Regions from separate parts of the Mus musculus genome. Here region 1 is linked to region 2. Evidence: chromatin contacts called from public HiChIP or PLAC-seq data. All regions are on one chromosome and are shown on one strand. The core of a region is the stretch at or near the end of the contact, and the rest is flanking DNA. Distances in the headings are between cores, read along the strand shown.

Region 1 (3,888 bases), core at 762-3,261, 260 kb before region 2:
TCTCTGGGCCATGCAGTTTAGAAACCTGGACATCTACCACATCTATCTCTCCCAGTGGGCAGAACTGAAGAATAGTTCTGTGAGTGTCACCATGGCACACATGACACACATGAAAGGATTCAGCATACAACTGCTGGTGGCCAATTGGCTAGCTATGTCAACTGGATAGATGGATGGGTAGATGGATGAATGGATGGATGGGTGGATGGTTGGATGGGTGGATTAGAAGCACAGTTATGTGGGTAGGTGAATAGATAGGTAAAAGATTGGAGGAAAAATGAATAGATAGCAGGGTGCAGACAGATAGGTAAAACAAAACAAACAAACAAACGAACAAAAAACAGGTATGATAGTATATACACTTAATCCTGGCACTTGGGAAGGACAAGAGGGCCATGAGTTCAAAGCCAGTGTGGGCTACTTGAACTGGAGAGAAGGAGGGAGGGAGAGAAGAGAAGAGAAGAGAAGAGAAGAGAAGAGAAGAGAAGAGAAGAGAAGAAAAGCCAACGCTCTGTTTCTTTTTTCTTTTCTTCTCTTTTCTTTTTGTAAAAATGCTTTCAAAGTGAGGTATATGGATAGAACAGGTTTCTCCAAGACCTGGATCATGGAAGAGTCATAACCTGGTCCCTCTTCACTTAAAAGCAGCCCATTCAGCATCTGGGGATGAGAGTGGATGAACCTGACCCTATGTTGCTGCTCTGGGCAAAGGCAGGAACCGCTCCAGCATAATGATGAGGCTTGGTTCTCTCACTGACTGGCTCTGTGTGCTGAGGGAAGTCACTGCACCACTAAGCCTGTTTCCCATTCACAAGGAGGCTGTTCCCAGCATCTCCTCTCAGGAATTCAGTGACTCCAAGGCTATAGGGAGTAAAAGTGCCTATGGGCCCATTGTGTGCTTTCTATTCCAGCTGCCCTCCTCTCTTATAGACCTACTCCCTGCCCCTCCATGTGTAAATTCAATCCCAAACTACTTTAGGTGCCATCAGAGTCAAACATCTGACATTGGAACTATGACTCTTTGCTCAAGTCTCTAGACAGGAAGCTCTAAGTCCCCTTAGGGTCCATCATGGCCACAATCATCTCTGGTTGAGAGTAAGGGACACAATTGAAAACATGCTACAGAGCATGGGCCCTAACAGAAGAAAGAATGCTTAGACAGGCGAATGGGAGCTGGCCAAGGCTGGACACAACCCCATAGGCATCTCCTGGGACTTCTGAGAAACAGCTATTTCCCCTAACTCTGGGCTGTCTTCCATGTCAAACAACCTTCCCTTCTATCTGTCTGATTGGTTCCTTCAGCCTGGAAGCTTCCCACGTCTTGCCCTTCTGCTGCATGCCCACTTTCTTAGTCTGATGCTGCCAAAGTTAGCAGTATGCCCTCCTCTGGGGGACCACCCCAACTTTAAGCCCTGCATTCAAAGCTCTTCCTTTGGAGTTGGTGATACTAAATCCAGACACAGATAGAGTGGGAAATGGTGTTTCCTGAGCGCTGAGCCATGACACTGGGAGCCAGAGGAGGCCCAAGGAGGAAGGGCCCCACATGGGCTGCAGGGGCCTCACATAGGCTTGAGAGGCAAGAAAGTCTCCTTAAGTGAGAAAGAAGTAAGCCAGGTGCTTGGAAAGAACATTCAGAGAGGCCCTGAGGGATGGAAAGAGGCCTGCTGATAAGCGGCAGGTCCCGCAGAACTGCTGCCGGAAGAGGAGGGGAAGGAGTGTCTTATGGAGAACTCCAGGGGAAGGAAAGTTGGCTTGATGACAAGTGCTCAGCAACCAAGGGCCTTCAGATCAATGCCCAGGCTCTGTAAGCCATGACCTCCTTCCTCAGACCCCTCCTCTCAGGCAAGAGGCTATACCACGAACTGGCCACGGTTTCCCAGAAGACAAGGGCTGCCTCATTGATTGGCCTGTGAAAGGCCACTTGGCAGACTGGTTGCCGAGAAACGGCCCTGGAGGCCAGGGTTGGGATTAGTGAGTAGCCCTGTTTGCTCTCCTTGTTGGGAGGAAAGGGGACTTTGGTCTCAGCTTATCAAACTGCCCTGAGTTTGAAAGCCCAGGAATGCAGCCTTGGGCAAATGTGCAGGTTCACAGGACACCCATTAATCAAACAGTTCCCTTCCCTCCACCCCTAATAACCTGACCCCCACTTCACACACACACACACACACACACACACACACACACACACACACACACCCTCCAATCCCCTTTCTTTCTTCCAGAGGTCCCAGAAAAGAGAAACGCATCCTACCAGCCTATCTCTGGGCCCAGTAGAGCAATCTTAGGAGAACAGTTCACCTTGGAAGCTAAGTCCTTCTGGAGTTTATTTGGTAGGCCTCAAGGCAGCTTGACGAGCAGCTGAGGCTTCCAGAAGGTGGGCAGAGCCAGCGTGTTTCTCTACCTGGTCTATATCCCAAGTAGCACACTGTCTCCTCAAAATTAAAAAAAAAAAAAAAAAAAAAAAAAAAGTTCTCCATAGTAACTTTTTGGAAATATATCTTCAGGTAGGAACTCATGCCTTTCCCTGAAGTGCTATTGGCAACCAATGTCCTTAGGGGTGGAAGGGTGACTTTCTCCAGTGATGTGGCCATTGTAAGGTCATGCTTCTGTAAGCCTCCTGGCGGAAACTCATTGAGTCACACACACAAAAGGATGTGGAATGATAAGGGAATGAATTGAGAAGAGAAAGATTAACGGGGATGGGAGGGGCCGAGAGAAGGTGGAGGCTGGAGAGGTAGTTCAGGGCTTAAGTGACCTTGGCTGCTCTTCCAGAGGACCCAGGTTCGGTTCCCAGCACCCACATGGTGACTCAGAACCACCTGTAACTCCAGATTCAGATGGTCTGACACCCTCTCTCAACCTCTGTAGGCACTGCACACATGTGGTGCACAGACAAGTGCAGGCAAAACACCCATACATATAAAATAGAGCTCTTAATTTAAAAACAGAGAAGGTAATGTGGATGGGGAGGAATATAATTGAAATACATCATATATCTGTATGAAAGTATCACAATGAATACAATGAGCCCATCATCATATACAATTAATAATATATGCCAATAATACTCATATATTCAAGTTTCTTTGCAGCCCCATGGAATGAAAAGGCGGCATTTGTTTTCCTCTGCCACTTGCGGAACAAAACTGAGAGTCACTGTCAACACAGAAGCCAAAGCTCCAGGCTTCTCAGTGTCACAGTGGAGGGTAGATGTGATAACCTGAACTCCGGAGGGGTGGTTGTCAGTAACAGAAAATGTGCCCTCCTCATAGTGTGTGACACAGACCTCCGTGCTCCAGTCCAGGAGTACAGCCTTGAGAGCCCAGGTGGGGGAGGTTCCAGCTTTCAGGGGCCAAGTGGTGTGAGCTGGCTATGATTATGGTTACCACAGGGCTCATGTCACTTGGTGATAGGATAGAGACCAGGAGGAAGATCAAATGTTAAATCTCCCTCTTCTATTTTTTTTGAGGGTTTTATTTTAACATTTTTCTTTTTTCTTTTTCTTTTCTTCCCCCCCCCCCAGGATGTTTTTATTTTTTATTAGATATTTTCTTTATTTACATTTCAAATGTTATCCCCTTTCCTGGTTTCCCCTCTGAAACCCTCCTATCCCTTCCCACCTCCACCTGCTCCCAACCCACCCACTCCCGCTTCCTGGTCCAGGCATTCCCCTACATTGGGGCATTGAGCCTTCACAGGACCAAGGGCCTCTCCTCCCATTGATGACCACCAAGGCCATCCTCTGCTACATATGTGGTTGGAGCCATGTGTCCCTCCATGTATACTCTTTGGTTGGTGGTTTAGTCCCTGGGAGCTCTGGGGGTACTGATTAGTTCATATTGTTGTTCCTCCTATGGGGCTTCAAACCCCTTCGTCTACTTGGTCCTTTCT
Region 2 (3,847 bases), core at 18-2,517:
CAGCGTACCCCACAAATTGTTTGCAGCACCAATCCAGGCAAGATCCTTTCAGCAGAAGTCTTGGTGCACGGGGGTTGCCATCAAAGGCATTTTTTCTTCCTGGTGCTTTAGCCTGGGTTCTGCGAGGGCTATGGACACAACATCTTCGTGTTGCTATGTCAGGACAGACTCTGCCTGTATGGTCGTGTCCATCCCAGGAGGACAGCACCAAGGCAGAGGGAGGAGGGAGAAGTGCTTTTCTGAATGGAGATTCGTCAATGTACTTCTGTCTGCTGTAGTTATCAGTGTTGCTATTTCAGTGAAGAATGGTGGAGCCTTCACCAGGCTCATGCCAGACGCCGTGGGGGTGGGTGTCTGGGCAGTGATAGGGCAGGGTCCCTCTCTGTCGTCAGAAAGTTTGAGCTCTCGCCAAGGTTTCCGTAGGTCGCTGAGATAGGGCCCCGGCTCTCTGGAGACAGGCATGACCTCGGGCGGGCCCCTCGTCATTGAACTGAGAGGGCTCCGTGTCAGCCTGAACTTAGTGGTGATAAGGGCCAGATAATGGTAGCCAAACTCCCACGGCCTCTCTAGGCCTTCTCAGGCCCGGAGGCCAGAGAAAGGGCAGGTCAGGGAGGGGCCAGGAGAGGAGGGGGTGCAGGGTGGCCGTGTCTCTAAGCTGTTGGGAACCCGAGGTCTCCAGGAACCCCAGGATCTGTTTGTGGGTCCATATCCCTTGTCGAGCCCAGACACCAGGACTGGGGGTATGGTCACCAGAAGCCCTGAGGGGTCATCAGGTTGTGAGCCCTTCCTTCCCTACCCTGTTCAATTTCCTCAATTTTACTGTATCTGTTAGCTATTTTCATGGGTAAGGTTAGGAGTGGATGCCTGTGTCCTGGCTGCCATGAATTTAGAGGCCAGAGATAATCGTCAGAAGAAGCCAAACTTGGTCACGTCGGCACAGCTCTGAGAGGTTTCTGGTGTCTATGCTCTCTGACTCCGAGAGTCACCTAATGCCTCACCTTACAACACACTCCTTTAATAACAGCTAAATCTGTGTGTGCCCAAGGGGATGACGCTCCAAAGCTCTGGGCTGTGAGTCTATCTGTACATCAAGACGGCAGGTTGTGGATTCCAAACTGAAGACCTTCAGAAATAGCTCCAGCTTTTCTGCTCATGTCAGTCGGTAGGGAGCCACAATCACGTGACAGGAGTCAGAGGTACAGTATGCAGTGATGATTTGTCCCTGAGCCACCTGTCCTTGGAGAAGGGCCTCTAATTCACGCATAGGTCACTTGAGCAGCTTGAATGGCAGCCCAGAAGTCCCACACCTCTGCTGGTGTCCTTGTCCTCTGGAGCCTTCTGCCTAGGGCAAGAATTGGAAGAAACGATTCCAGGTGTTATCGTTTCCGAAGCAGAAGACTGAAGCCCCTTTTCCGTTTCGCTAGAAGGTGTTTTCATCTGCACAACACAGCTAAATCTTTATTTTGTTTTGTTTTGTTTAAATAAAAAAATGCCTCGCTGATCGAGGCTCTAGTGCCATCTGCTGGAATTTTCAGGCATTGCATGGGTGTCTGTAGCGTTCAAATGCAGTCTTAGGTTAAACGTGCAGCTGTCTATTTATAAGTATATGCTCAGAAATAGCTCACAACATGACTGTAAATGATGAAAACAGCCTCCAGGTGGCAGGCTTACCTGGCTAGGTTAGAATAGAGGCATCGACAAAGATTTACGCTGTAGCTGAAATGATTTGCTCTTTTTTCCTCTTAAGGTATCTGAAGCCAGTGTGGCAAAATGCTAACGTTCACTAAAAGTTACAGGTGCAGCCAGGTGTAGTGGCTCACCCCTTTAATCCGAGCATCTGAGAGGTAGAGGCAGGTGGATCTCTGTGAGTTTGAGGCCAGCCTGGTCTTCAGAGTGAGTTCCAGGACAGTCATGGCCACACAGAGAAACCCTACCTCAGAAAACATACAAACAAACAAACACCAACCAACCAATCAAACAAACAAACAAAACTTATGGGTGCTCATATTGGGAATTGGTTTTATGTACTGTTCTTTGTGTTTAATATAGCCTACCATGGTAATAATTATATAGTATAGCAGTCTTTATTATGCTATAGGAGATTTCAATTCATCATGTGTTGTATACCTACATCCATATAAGGGTAATAGATAACAACAAAGTCATAGGTTGGAGCGATGACTCAGCAGTTAAAAACCACTTGCTGCTTTTGCAGAAGACCTTGGTTCAGGTCCCAGTACACGCAAGAAAGCTCACAGCTGTCAGCAACTCCAGTTCCAGGGGATCAGAGACCCTCTTCTGACCTCCTGAGACATCAGGCACACGTGTGAAACATATACATACACACAGGTATTCACATATCCATATAGAATAAAACATAGATCTTAAAGACCAACAGCGTCACAAAAATGTAAAATGGGTTGTCTGGGCTCCTGCAGGAGTTGGGTTTATAACAGAAGAGCTCCCTGGTGGCTGTTGCCATTCACAGGTCTCCTGGAGTGGATCCGGGTAACTGAGTAGCAGTCAGGCTCATGTATGGCCTAGAGAACAATGTAACTCTTCAGCAGAGTGACAATATGAAGACCTGTGTAACAGATGTGATCTTTTGTTGCAAACCACCCTGCTTTCCTCCGGGAACAGTCAGCAGGAACCATCAGAATGTCAGCAGCATGGAATCTGGACTCCGCAAAGAAGAACCCACAGAGAGGCAGAAGGAGGTTGCTAAGATGTTTACAGGTCAAGGTTCAGGTTGTAGACATGGTCACACACCTCACTCTCCCGCTGTGAGTCCTCAGGTCAGAGTCATCAGCACTGGGCACTGGGCTCGCAGGCTCTGACAATTCTGGTACAGGTTTGTGGGCGAGGGTTGGCAGGATCTTGGTCAGTACACAGTAAGCACTGTGGGGCTGGTGGTGGGTTGGGGTGGGGAAGGTGGGGAGGTGGGCATGTGTGTGGCTGAAGCAGCTCTCTTAGACTATATTTTGTGAAACAGCAGTTTTATTCAGGAGTAGCAAGGGCTATATAAATCTTGGGGAGTAGGCAGGAGAGTGTACATTACTGGGGCTCAGGAGATGGGAATGCTTTATTTGCATGAAGAGGGATTCCAGGTGCTTAAGTCTGTAAGGTGCCCAAGAGTCTATGTGGCTTCCTCAAGAAAGATAGAGGTGGGGGTCGGGGGTCATGGAACTATGTGCCCTGGGGCAAGCAGGCCAAGAATAGTGTAGGGGAATCCTTACTCCTGCCCAGATAAGATTTTGATCTCAAAGTGGGATTTTCATGGTTTGGATGCCTCTTCCCCTCATTCTTGTTCCAGGTCTGTTCTTGGTCACACTTGTCCCACACACGTTCATAATATAGTTTTAAAAAAAATACTCCAGGCACACCCTGTTCTTTTATTTACATTGTATGTGTGTTTTATTTAGGTTGTCTCCATAGATTTTAAAAATAAAATATGCTACAGATTTCAAAGTGATTGTTTTGAGGTTTTTGTTTGTTGTTTTTGTTTTGCTCTTTAATGTCTTCAGTTGCTTACTTCAAAGCAAGAACAGAATCCTGGGGTACCAGGTATGGAAAGGGAATTGACAGACAGTATTCAGTTTGTTTTGGTGGCTGGAGCTCAGGCTGGGCAGGTGGTTGTGGATCAGGAAGCAGAGCCTGCGGACCAGGACATAGATCCTGGTGACCAGGTGCCTGGGTTTTGCATCTCACAGTTTGTGTGTGTGGTGGGGTGATGAGTTCTGCAGCCTGTCAGTGATAGCTGGAGCCAGCAGCCCTTTTAAATTAGGACCCTTGAAAGATAGACTACTCAATGGAGGGAGCTTTCTTGGGAAAAACCAAAACCAAAACC

What was found. HiChIP or PLAC-seq counts read pairs in DNA pulled down with a chosen protein or histone mark.
Region 1: a contact with region 2 is called in an H3K27ac HiChIP or PLAC-seq map of heart atrium, with 6 read pairs. The contact joins two enhancer-like sites. A contact is called at or near these places in 4 of 39 promoter capture datasets (hippocampal neurons, liver and trophoblast stem cells), 1 of 15 datasets of contacts at CTCF or cohesin (large pre-B cells), 2 of 484 Hi-C or Micro-C datasets (the CH12 cell line and bone marrow-derived macrophages), 4 of 115 datasets of contacts at active chromatin or transcription factors (cardiomyocytes, embryonic stem cells, extraembryonic endoderm stem cells and 1 more) and 3 of 9 other capture datasets (adipose tissue, embryonic stem cells and embryonic trunk).

The regions. Positions count from the first base shown.
Region 1 is chr14:63,324,229-63,328,116 of GRCm38.p6, reverse strand. It overlaps Gm4151. Among named protein-coding and RNA genes, the nearest start is that of Gm36165, 32 kb to the left of the region's middle. Within about 2 kb of position 2,011, at least 32 of the 459 cell types and tissues checked have an H3K27ac peak or open chromatin away from gene starts, as enhancers often do. A contact at or near this core is called in extraembryonic endoderm stem cells and heart atrium, where this site is marked.
Region 2 is chr14:63,064,506-63,068,352 of GRCm38.p6, reverse strand. No RefSeq gene overlaps it. Among named protein-coding and RNA genes, the nearest start is that of Gm35908, 4.4 kb to the left of the region's middle. Within about 2 kb of position 1,267, at least 36 of the 459 cell types and tissues checked have an H3K27ac peak or open chromatin away from gene starts, as enhancers often do. A contact at or near this core is called in extraembryonic endoderm stem cells and heart atrium, where this site is marked.